Linked DNA regions of Sus scrofa: regions 1 and 3 are each linked to region 2. A link is a contact called in public targeted proximity ligation data. All regions are on one chromosome and are shown on one strand. The core of a region is the stretch at or near the end of the contact, and the rest is flanking DNA. Distances in the headings are between cores, read along the strand shown.

Region 1 (3,374 bases), core at 766-3,265, 120 kb after region 2:
TATTGAAAAATAAATTGCCATAAATAGAAAAATTGTTAAATAAGTCTTGAAATATCCATACCATGGAATACCATGGAGACATGAGTGAGATAAATATATGTATACTGGCCTGGAAAGATGTCCATGAATTTTTACTCTTTGGTTAAAAAAAAAAGCAAATAGCTGGATAATATATCTATGTACCAGGACTCCATTTTTTTTTTTTTTTTTAATTTTTTGCTTTTTAGGGCCCAAGGGCCATATGGAAGTTTCCAGCCTAGTGGTCGAATTGGAGATACAGCTGCCAGCCACAGCCACAGTCACAGCAATGCAGGATCTGAACCACATCTGCAACCTACACCACAGCTCACAGCAATGTCAGATCCTTAACCCACTGAGCAAGGCCAGGAATAGAACCCGCAACCTCATAGTTCCTAGTTGGATTCGTTTCTGCTGTGCCAGGAGGGGAACCCCTAGGACTCCATTTTTTTGTTATGAAAAAAAATCAGGAAATATCTCTATCACCCATCCTTCCATCCATTCATCTGTTCATCTATTGAAAAATCCAGAAGGATGGGTATCCAATGAACAGTATTTACCTTTTGGGATAGTGAAGAGATTTTTGCTTTTTTATGTATTGTATTTCTATGCACCAAAAAGTGAGAGTATGGAACAATTTATCTTGTTTTGCTTTTCTGCATTTGATTTTCAAATAAATCCAAATCACTCTCTTCTGGGAATTTTTGTGCTGAACAATCCCGCTTCAAGGTCATGAAGTTATGGTTTCCTGGCCTCAGAAGGCCTGTCAGCACAAACTCGCCCTTGCGACTTCCTCAATTGCCTCTGCCAAGCCCGTCACCTTGATTTCCCATCTTCGGTTGTGAGGAGTCATTTCATTGCTGCTCTTTAACTTCAGATTCACTTATATTCCTTGAGGCGCTCGAGGAGTTGATTTTTTTTTTTTTTTTTTTTTTTTTTTTGGTCTTTTTAGGGCTGCACCCGTGGCATATGGAGGCTCCCAGGCTAGGGGTGGAATTGGAGCTGTAGCTGCTGGCCTATGCCACAGCCACAGCCACAGCCACGCCAGATCTGAGCCTTGTCTGTGACCTACACCACAGCTCACAGCAACGCCGGATCCTTAACCCACTGAGTGAGGCCAGGGATCAAACCTGCGTCCTCATGGACACTAGTCGGGTTAGTTAACTGCTGAGCCAGGATGGGAAATTCCAGTTGATTTTTGAAGTGAATCAGTTAAAATGTTCTACTTTTCTCCCTCGGGTGGGTTCACAAGCTCAAGATGACAAGTGCTTCCATGGAGAAAAAGTATGAAACTTCCTCAGTAAGACTGTCTAGCGTTTGGTGCCTACCTTTTTCACCTAAGAACAAAGACAGATGATTTATACTAGGGAGAAGTTCTATCTGCAGCCAGAAAAAACAAGGACCTTCACTACTGCAAGATAACTTTACAAAACATTGATGAAAAAACAGAATGCATGACCTTTAGGAGTGTTCTAAGTACTTTTCTCAGAAACCAAAGCCAGACCAAGAAATGAAATCTGGTTTTCAGTGCAGGTCTGCCCTCTATGGGCTAGATACTCAATTTATTCATTTCACGAAGTCAGCCTTACTAAGAAGGTGGGTCTTTTAAAATCCTCAAGTCCCTGGAGCAAAATTTGTCTCTTTTTATCTCCACTGGGATGAGCTGTAGTCGTGTGAAGTCTTCTATAGGACCCCCTGCCTTTGTGGTCCCTTGCTGGTCAGGGATGGCTGGTGTTGGGCTCAGAATGTGACTCAATGACTAGACAGTTTACCCGAAATTGCAGTAGGAATTTTAGACTAAGAAAGGGGAAGTTGAAGCAAAGTGCCTTCCTTTCTGCCTCCCTGGGTGCCGTGTCCTTTTCTAGCACAAGGAGTGACACAGGGTTAGCAGTTTCTATTTTGGTCACATCAGAATCAGTGATGAGCACACGGGGGATGGCCAGCCGAGAATTTCACTACTTTGTGAAATTGCCTCTATGTACCAGCTTTGCCTGTGATTATCTTTGATGTTTGGTATTGACCCGTGTCAGAGACACCTAGCATGGATTCCTTAGGCAGTGACCCATGTGTCACCAATTCTACTCCTGTCAATGTAGCACCTCTGGGCCCTGTGGCCACATATCTGGCACCATGCAGGTGGGCACTTAGGTGAAAATGCACCTGTGTTTGAAGCCCCCTTTAAATGGGTTACTTTGGATTTCTTGCCCTGAGACAAAGCTTGTTGGGACTAAACATGTTTAAGGCAAAATGAAGAAGGCTGAAGGAGAAAACCCATCCAGAATCATGGCAGAAAGTTAACTTTCAGGTATGCATTTTTATATTGACAGATCTTAGCAAAGAAGTCATATCTACTAAGCACTCACGAAGTGCCAGGTACAGCATTAAATATGTTACATGGATGACCTCATTCACCTCCTCCCAGCAGGAGGTAAGTATTTTTATAATCTGTTGCACAGGTCAGGAAGAAGAGGATGGGAGTGGGTAAGTGGCTGCAAAATGTGACATCCTGGGTATACTACAGAGCGAGGATTCCAGTCCAGGTCTGGGCCCCTAGCCTCCCCCACAACAGCTGCTCATTTAGGGCATGATTTTGCTAACTAACGGGGCAAAGGCAAGGAGGGGCCCCTTTACTGAGGACATGATGCCAAACCACATGAGTGCCCACATCCTCTATGCCTTTACAAATATTAACCTTTTTTCCTGGGTTTTCTATCAGACCTGGGATATTTCAGAATAAATGTGCTGGCAATTAAATTAATTACCTAGGAGTTCCCATCTTGGCTCAGTGGAGATGAGTCTGACTGGCATCCATGAGGATACAGGTTAAGTCCCTGGCTTTGCTCAGTGGGTTAAGGGTCCAGCGTTGCCGTGATGATGTGGCTCAGATCCTGTATTACTGTTGCTGCGGCTGTGGCATAGGCCGGCGGCTGTGGCATAGGCTGGCACCTGCAGCTCCAATTCGAACCCTAGCCAGGAAACCTCCATATGCCCCGGGTGTGGCCCTAAAAAGACCAAAGACCAAAAAAAAAAAAAAAAAAAAAAATTAACTAGCTAAAGGTCTTCCATAGAAACTGAGTGGAAAGAAACCTGAGTAGTCTTTGTCGCATAGTCAGCTGTGGAGGAAACCAAGGGAAGGGACTTGGAAGGCCCTTGCTGGGTCCTTCCAGGTGCCAGATGTGGAGGCTGAAGAGACTTATAACAGGCTATGCCTCAATCCACTGGGAAATATCTGGTTTAATCCCCTGTCCCTCAAGAAAAATGTAAAAAATAAAGCATTATATTCTTCAAGACCAAAGCTATCATAATTTCTCCTATACATCTTGTGGATGTTAATTTTACTAAAAATTTTTTTTAAT
Region 2 (3,715 bases), core at 863-3,362:
GGAGGTCAGAAGAGGGAGCTCTTCAGCCCTATGACAATAGCACTGCCCAGCAGGAAGAAGAAAGCCTTCTTCTTGCTTGGCAAGAGCTCAACCAATGAGAGACTGTCACAACTCAACCAATGAAAAGCCATTATACTTGGAATTTATAATATCTCCAATGGACTCATCGTTTACAATAGCCCTCCCACCTTCTTCTTTCCCTCTTTAAAAGAGTTCTCCTCTCTTTGCAGTGTAGGGACTTGTAGGTGGAATCCACATGGAAGCATACCCTGAATTGCAGTTCTTGGTTGATCCTGAGTAAACCCATTTTTACTGGAGAAATAAATGGCAATCTATTTGTTTTACATCAATATTATAATAGGCGTGTGTGTGTATACACTTTATAATTAATTATATATATTTTAAATTTAACACTCATATAGCCCTTACCATGCACAAGTCACTATACATTACAAATAGTAATAACACTAGGGGGTAGATACTTTAATTACCCTCATTTTACAAATGAAGAAACTAAGGCAAAATTTGGATATGCCCAAGGAAACAGGTAGCTGGTGGCAAAGCTGAATTTGAGTAGTTTGGCTTCTAAGTCCATACGTTTTAGGGTGAGCTAAATAAGTATATTGGGAAATACGAGAGGACAAACTTTTACTGGTAAGTGAGTGACAAAAATGTTTGGTGACTATTGTTCTAGACTAGACTTTAGCCAACCAATCAGACATAGCCATTCCTAATCTCAAAATTGAAAGGGATTTTGGAGATGATGGAGTCCATCCTTTTTTCCACTGACAGATGGTCTTCTGCATGTAGAGGAAGAAGGAACTAAATGAAATTGGGGTAGGGTGATGGTTCAGATGAGAATCCTGGGGACATTTACACTTGTCTTCAGAGACAACTATACCTAACAGATGTAAAGTTTTTCTGGTGGTAATAGTCTACGTTTTCCTATTAAAAAAAAATATCGGTTTTGCAGTTTTTTTCTAGTTACTAATTTTATTTAAAAGACTTGCTTGTTTCTGAGATATGGAAAAAGTGAGGATGGGAGGCTGAATACCTGGAGGGGATCCCAGACCAAAAGAAAGTTCCTGCTTATGTATCCCTAGGTGGGTGCTCTTTTATGTGGCTTGGGTGCGGTGGTTCTAATTCAAGAATAATCAAAGGTAAAATATCCTTGAAATAATAGATCAACGGGAAAGATAAAATTTACCCAAGTCTAATTTCTGCCTATACGCTTTCCGTTTGAAGTGAATATTCTGTCTCCTCCCCCCATTCCTCATCTTAGTCATCTTAAACATCTCTCCACGTATCCGTCAGCTCGCTTAGCTGCGTTATAAATGAAGAAGGGCAGGTTTAACCTTATATGGTATCATTACTGTTTTCAGATGTGTGAAGTTGGATGACGTTTGTGGCGTCAGAGAAAAAGTTTTGGAAAGACCAGAGTTCTAAGTCAGGGAATAAGTCATCCATCACTTAAAAGACTGTATGGGGTATGTGTGTTGTAGCCGCAGCTCCCTCTGTTTCAAGTGGTGGGGTCTTAGGAAAAGCCAGTGGAAGATGTGACAGGCAGGAACGCTGTGCTAAAGTGGGAGTAGCAAACAAAAGTCCGCCCAGCTTTTATTTCCCGGCAGTGGAAAGTTCTTGAGTTCCCCTTACAGGCCAGTTCGGTGGTGTGGGAGAGGGGGCCCAGCCTTCCTTCCGTTCTTCCAGCCTCGCTAAGAACTTCGTGGGCAGATGAACAATCCTTTCCAAGGACTTGCCCGCAGCTAGGCAGCCCAGGTAAGACGTCCCACGTGCGCCCAATCGGCTCCAAGGCGCGCGTTCCCACTGAGCACGGAGGAACCAACCCCAGGCCCTGGCTACCCAGGTGGGTGTGGCTTTCGTGGTGGCTCCGCCCCCTCGAGCTCGTCGCGCGGGGCCGCCCGGGCGGGGCGAGGGAACGGGCAAGAAAGGGCGGGGAGCGAGCGGTGTGGGTGTGCTCGTGCCCGCGCTCGCGGCTGGCGTGTGGGTGGCGGCGCGCCCGTGCGCGCGCAGGGGAGAGGCTGTCCCCGGCGGCCGTTGTGGGGTTCGACTGGAGGGGCGGGAGGGTCACCTGCGAGCGGCTTCGACGCCAGCCCGCCGCGTCTGGATCGCGCCGGCTGCGAAACGCTGTTGGCTGCCCACTCTGGGAGGCTGGGGCGGAGGATCGAGCAGAGTCCGCGCCCGGCGCTCGGGACGAGGAGGAGTCGGACCTTTGCCGCCGCCGCCGCCGTCCGCGCCCGGCCGGGTAGGTGAAGCCGGAGTTGGTTGTCCACCGGCCGCCGGCGGGCGGGGAGAGGAGAAGCGAAACTTTCCGGGCGCTTCCCTCCGCGGTCCCCGGCCGTCGGCGGCGCGGGGAGGTGTCGTCGTCTCGGGCGGCGGCGGCCGACGCCATGTTGGGGTCTGTGAGAAACGGGGCGCTCCCGGCCGCTCCCCTCGCCCTGGGGGAGCCGCGCCCGCTCGCAGGACGCCGCCGCCGCTGCGGGAGGGCTCGGGGGCCGCCCGGGGGGCCGTGCCGGTGCTCGTTCTGTCCTCCGGGCCGCGGGGCGGGGGCCGGGCGGACGCGAAGCGGACCCTGAGATCGGGTGAGAAGTTGGGAGGCGCGGGGACTGGGGTCCCAGTCGTGGCCAATGGCATCTTAGGGCCCCAACATCTCTCTGTCCAAAAAGTTTGCAGGGTCTGGGCATCGCGGACGTTGTAATCTGAACAGCGTATTTTTATGTGATTGGCGGCCAAAAATGGCACCGCAGAATTTACCCTGATAGAAGCGTTGGCTCTAACGTCTTACTTACTTGGAATCTTTTAAAAGTTGTATGGTCTTTTGCCCAATTTATTTTTCCTTTATTTTTTAAATTTTTATTAAAGGCCGAGAGCTGCCTCTTCATGTTGCTTGACTATCCTTGTGCGCCCTTAGGACATTGAAGCAGTAACTTGTGAGTGTGCACTGGAAATCGTGGGTAGTATTAAGGTTACAGATAACCAAGTTCTTCTCTGTAATTCAGAGACTCACAAAGTTTGTAAATCGGTAAATACTTTCTTTGTTGTGTTTCAGTACGTCACTGAAGAACAAATTCAGTAAAGAAGGACTTAGACACGAACATTGAGAGACTCAAAGGCATGTGTTCTGTTTAGAATAAGGTGAAGTGATCTTGACATTGCGAGGTTTCCCCCCTCCTTTTGGTTCCTTAAAGGTGCTTGCCTACTGTGTTTTGAGCATTTAGATTTTTCTGTCCTTTGCGAGCTCATGGGGTCCTCAGGTTAATTCGGTATTAAGGAAAGCTTCTATTTTTAATCTCTTTGGGTCCTCACAGCACTGGAGGTGAATGGTATTAAGTTACTTATTTGGAAAGCACATGTAATCGCCTCAAAAAATAAAACTGGTGTACTGACCAAGGCATCAAAAAAGATTCAGCTTGAATCACCCCAGTAAGTGAATGTAAATTACTAGTTTTAATGAAGGCATTTGAGCTTCCAAATTCTGTTAATGAACTGAAAGGACTTTTTAACTACAAATCAGATAAACCCTTAAACATATCTTGGAGAATTTCTCTTATCAATCTTTAGGTAAAAATATAGCTTCGGCTCAGATTTGATCGCTAATTTCCTTAATTCTAGAAGAAAAAAAAAAACCTTTTTTTCCCCACTGTTAGGTAATTGCCATTATATGTATATATTTTTCTGTATGAAGAGTTACCTACAA
Region 3 (3,526 bases), core at 232-2,731, 100 kb after region 2:
AACTGAGGGGTCTCCTGGGACGAACCCAGCCACTGGGTCATTCCCTCCATCGCAGTCAACTACCAGATTTACCTCCACCCACACTGAGCACAGACAAAATTCTGGTCTTCACAGAAACAGACAAAAACAAGATCAGTAAGGAAGCTATGATGAAATGCTGAAGAGAAAAATTAAGACAGTGAAGAGCTAGGAAGTGTGTGTGTGTGTGTGTGTGTGTGTGTGTGTGTGTTGATATTTGAGACATCACTGAGCTGGTGAGCAAAGATGGCAGGGGGTGTACATGGCCCCATATGGGGAGAATATTCCAGGCTGAGGGAAGAGCAAGGGTAAAGGCCCTGAGAAGACAGCAAAGGTTCTGGGCCTGAGGTCTGGAGGAGCAGCGTGAATCAGAAGGACAAGCCTAGAGTCAAGGTCAGAGCCTTTCGGGGGTGGGCGTGTGTTGGGGGTGTCCTGAGAACACAGGATTTTGCAAGCACTTGGGCTCTACTCTGAGGTGGGAAGACAGGAAGGGTTTGAGCAGAACATGGTCTGATGGGTGCTTTACCCAGGCTGCTGTGTGGCGACTGGGCTGAGGGCAGAAACAGGAAGACTGGTTAGGAGGCTGTCGCAATAATCCAGGCAAGAGACAGGGGTGGTGGGGTCTGGCTGGGAACAATGGTGGTGATGAGCCGTGGTTAGAATGTGCATGGGTTTTGAGGGTAATGCCAAGAGACTGCTAATGGGGTACCCACAAAGCGAATGATCCAGACTCTGGGTCTTGATTCTTGTCTTCTTGGACTATGCCACCTGATGGCACAGTCTGGATAGGCTAGCGATTTTTTTTTTCCCCTGAAGCAAGTTGATATTCTCAGGTATCAATTGTTAAGCAAAGATGCTAATCCTGGGGTAGGAATGGAGGCAGGCTTGGATGGGTGCTGGGTGTCAGGTGGTCCCCGGGTGTGGAAATACTGGGGACCATCCTGGTGATGGTGGTGTTGGTAGCGGTGGTTTGGGTGGGAGTGGGAGTGGCAGCTGAGTGAGTTATTTCTGTCCTGGACGGGGCCTGGCCCGCTGAGGGACTAGGGTGCCGTGGGTTCTGTTGGTTTTCAGAGAAGCCCCTTCTAATAGTGGTCACACTACACTTCGCCTGCTTCTTGAACACTTGTTCCTTTCCACGCGGACATCCGTGCCCTTGGCAGTGGGCCTGGCCCCGGGCCCTGGTGGGTCAGGGCGAGAGCCTGGCACTCGGGTGGCATTGGGACCCAGGCGTGGCTCTGTGTCTGAGGGGTTCACAGCGAGCAGGAGGGGAACCATGGAGGCCACGTGGCCAGAATCTAGTTCAGGAAGTAAGTTCGTGTGTGTAAATAAGTAGGTAAGCTCAAGGGTTACCAGGCTGTGTTTGAGAGGGGCCAGAGCTCCCTAGGAGTGGGAGAGACAGAGGCAGAGAAAGCCTGTCCTGGTGACTCACTGTCACGCTCCTTCCCCCCTCCAGGCTCTGTTGTCTGGGCAGAATGCCTTCTCCAAGTCAGCTGACTCCTGCCGGCTCTCTCCAGGCCAGCCTTCTCTCCTGACGTCCACACCTTCCGGGCACCTCAGCCTCTGCTATCCTGGATCTTGAACCCAACATCCTTCCCTGCCACCCTTTCTCCCTCCTGCTCTCAGTGCCCAGCCAGAGCCTGGAGTGCTGCTTGACACCCTCTTTCCTATTATTTGTCACAGCCGATTAATCACCGGATCCTGAGTGTCACCTCCCAAACCCCTCTCATTCCCTGGACTTTTTTTTTCCACCCTCGCAGCTCTGAGCAGAGTTCTGGGGTGGCCCCTGAGAGGCTAGCCTCCCGGTCATGTCCTCTGCTCCACCCTCCTACCCCACGACTCCCCAGACAGCCTTCCTGTGCTGTCTCTGTCCTGCGCAGGGGCTCTTGTCACCTTGGCGGGTACAGCCCTCCCACTGCAGGGCACACAAGGCCTGGCTATCTGTCCAGCCTTCAGTCTTGCAGCCCTTCCCAGCCAGCCTCTCCAAACACTGCTGACAGGGTGGGGTGGGGTAGGGGTTATGCCCAGCGCTTTCTTTTTTATGTAGGCTGGCAGCAATTGCAGACTCCTCAAGGAAATGATACAGAAGAGGCAGTGCCCTCCTTCTCCATTCTCCTGGGGCTGGGGCTGGGCTCTTTGGTGACCCAGGAGGAGAAACCCAGCTCCCTTGGCTGGGTATCTATCTCCCCGTTCGTCCTGCAGAGACATGCACTGGTTGCTATTTGCCAGTGTTCATTGTCAGGGTTGGGCTTTGCTTTGGGAAGGAGGAGGCCTGTAATTTGGGGTAGGAGGAATCTAGTTCATGGAGGAGGAGCCCCTTAGAAGGCCTAGTGCCTCTAGAGTGCTATTTATTTATTTATCTTTTTTTAGGGCTGAACCTGTGGCACATGGAAATTCCGAGGCTAGGCTAGGGGTCCAGTTGGAGCTACAACTACCGGCCTATACCACAGCCACAGCAATGCCAGATCAGACCTGCATCTGTGACTTACACCACAGCTCATGGCAATGCCGGCTCCTTAACCCACTGAGGGAGGCTAGGGATAGAACCCACATCCTCATGGATACTAGTCAGGCTCACTACCGCCGAGCCACAGTAGGAACTCCAGAGTGGTATGTATTACTCCCCTGAAACCCTAGCCAAATCAGGCTTTCTCCAACTTCCATGCTTCAGCCTCTGCTCTTCCCTCTCTGACATGGCTCATTCTTCTTGTGGCAAATTTCTTGTTTTTAGCTCACTCCAGCTCTGTATCAGCCATGGTGCCTCTCTCACCTCATCTCAGGGCTCTAGTGCTCCCTCCCCTTGAGTCCTGCTGGATGCCTTCTTCCATTCTTCCAAGTACCTAATTCTTTTTTTTTTTTTTTTAATTGTCTTTTGTCTGTTTAGGGCCCCACCCAAAGCAAATGGAGGTTCCCAGGCTAGGGGTAGAAATTGGAGCTGTAGCCACCGGCCTACTCACAGCCACGGCAATGCCAGGTCCAAGCTTCATCTGCAACCTATACCACAGCTCACAGCAATGCCAGATCCTTACCCCACTAAGCGAGGCCAGGGATCAAACCCGTGTCCTCATGGTTGCTAGTCAGGTTTGATAACCGCTGAGCCACGATGGGAACTCCCCGAGTACTTAATTCTCCTGCAGTGTTTGTGTGTCTGACATAGGTTACCCCCGCCCCACTGCCCCTCACTTCCTTTTCATTGAGTAGCCCTTGCTTCTAGCATGAGTTCAGGCACACAGGATTTTGCTTGATGAAAGTTTGCTAAATATGGGAGTTCCCCTTGTGGCTCAGCAGTAATGAACCCAACTAGTATCCGTGAGGATGCAGGTTTGCTTCCTGGCCTCACTCAGTGGGTTAAGGGTCTGGCGTTGCCATGAGTTGTGGTGTAGTTCAAAGAGATGGCTCAGATCCTGTGTTGCTGTGGCTGTGGTGTAGGCTGGTAGCTGCAGCTCTGATTCAGCCCCTAGCCTGGGAATTTCCATATGCTGCAGGTGTGGCCCTAAAAAGCAAAAAAATA

The links.
Region 1: a contact with region 2 is called in a targeted proximity ligation map of alveolar macrophages. A contact is called at or near these places in 6 of 47 Hi-C or Micro-C datasets (alveolar macrophages, blood, brain and 2 more) and 2 of 2 datasets of targeted methods (alveolar macrophages and skeletal muscle).
Region 3: a contact with region 2 is called in a targeted proximity ligation map of alveolar macrophages. A contact is called at or near these places in 7 of 47 Hi-C or Micro-C datasets (blood, heart right ventricle, psoas muscle and 1 more) and 2 of 2 datasets of targeted methods (alveolar macrophages and skeletal muscle).

Annotation. Positions count from the first base shown.
Region 1 is chr4:41,413,247-41,416,620 of Sscrofa11.1, reverse strand. No RefSeq gene overlaps it. Among named protein-coding and RNA genes, the nearest start is that of C4H8orf37, 41 kb to the right of the region's middle.
Region 2 is chr4:41,533,329-41,537,043 of Sscrofa11.1, reverse strand. It overlaps PLEKHF2 (pleckstrin homology domain-containing family F member 2), which reads left to right and starts at 2,112. Exons shown (of 2, transcript XM_021089079.1): 1 at 2,112-2,263.
Region 3 is chr4:41,429,061-41,432,586 of Sscrofa11.1, reverse strand. The region is part of intron 2 of LOC106510019 (a long non-coding RNA gene); the gene reads left to right. Among named protein-coding and RNA genes, the nearest start is that of C4H8orf37, 57 kb to the right of the region's middle.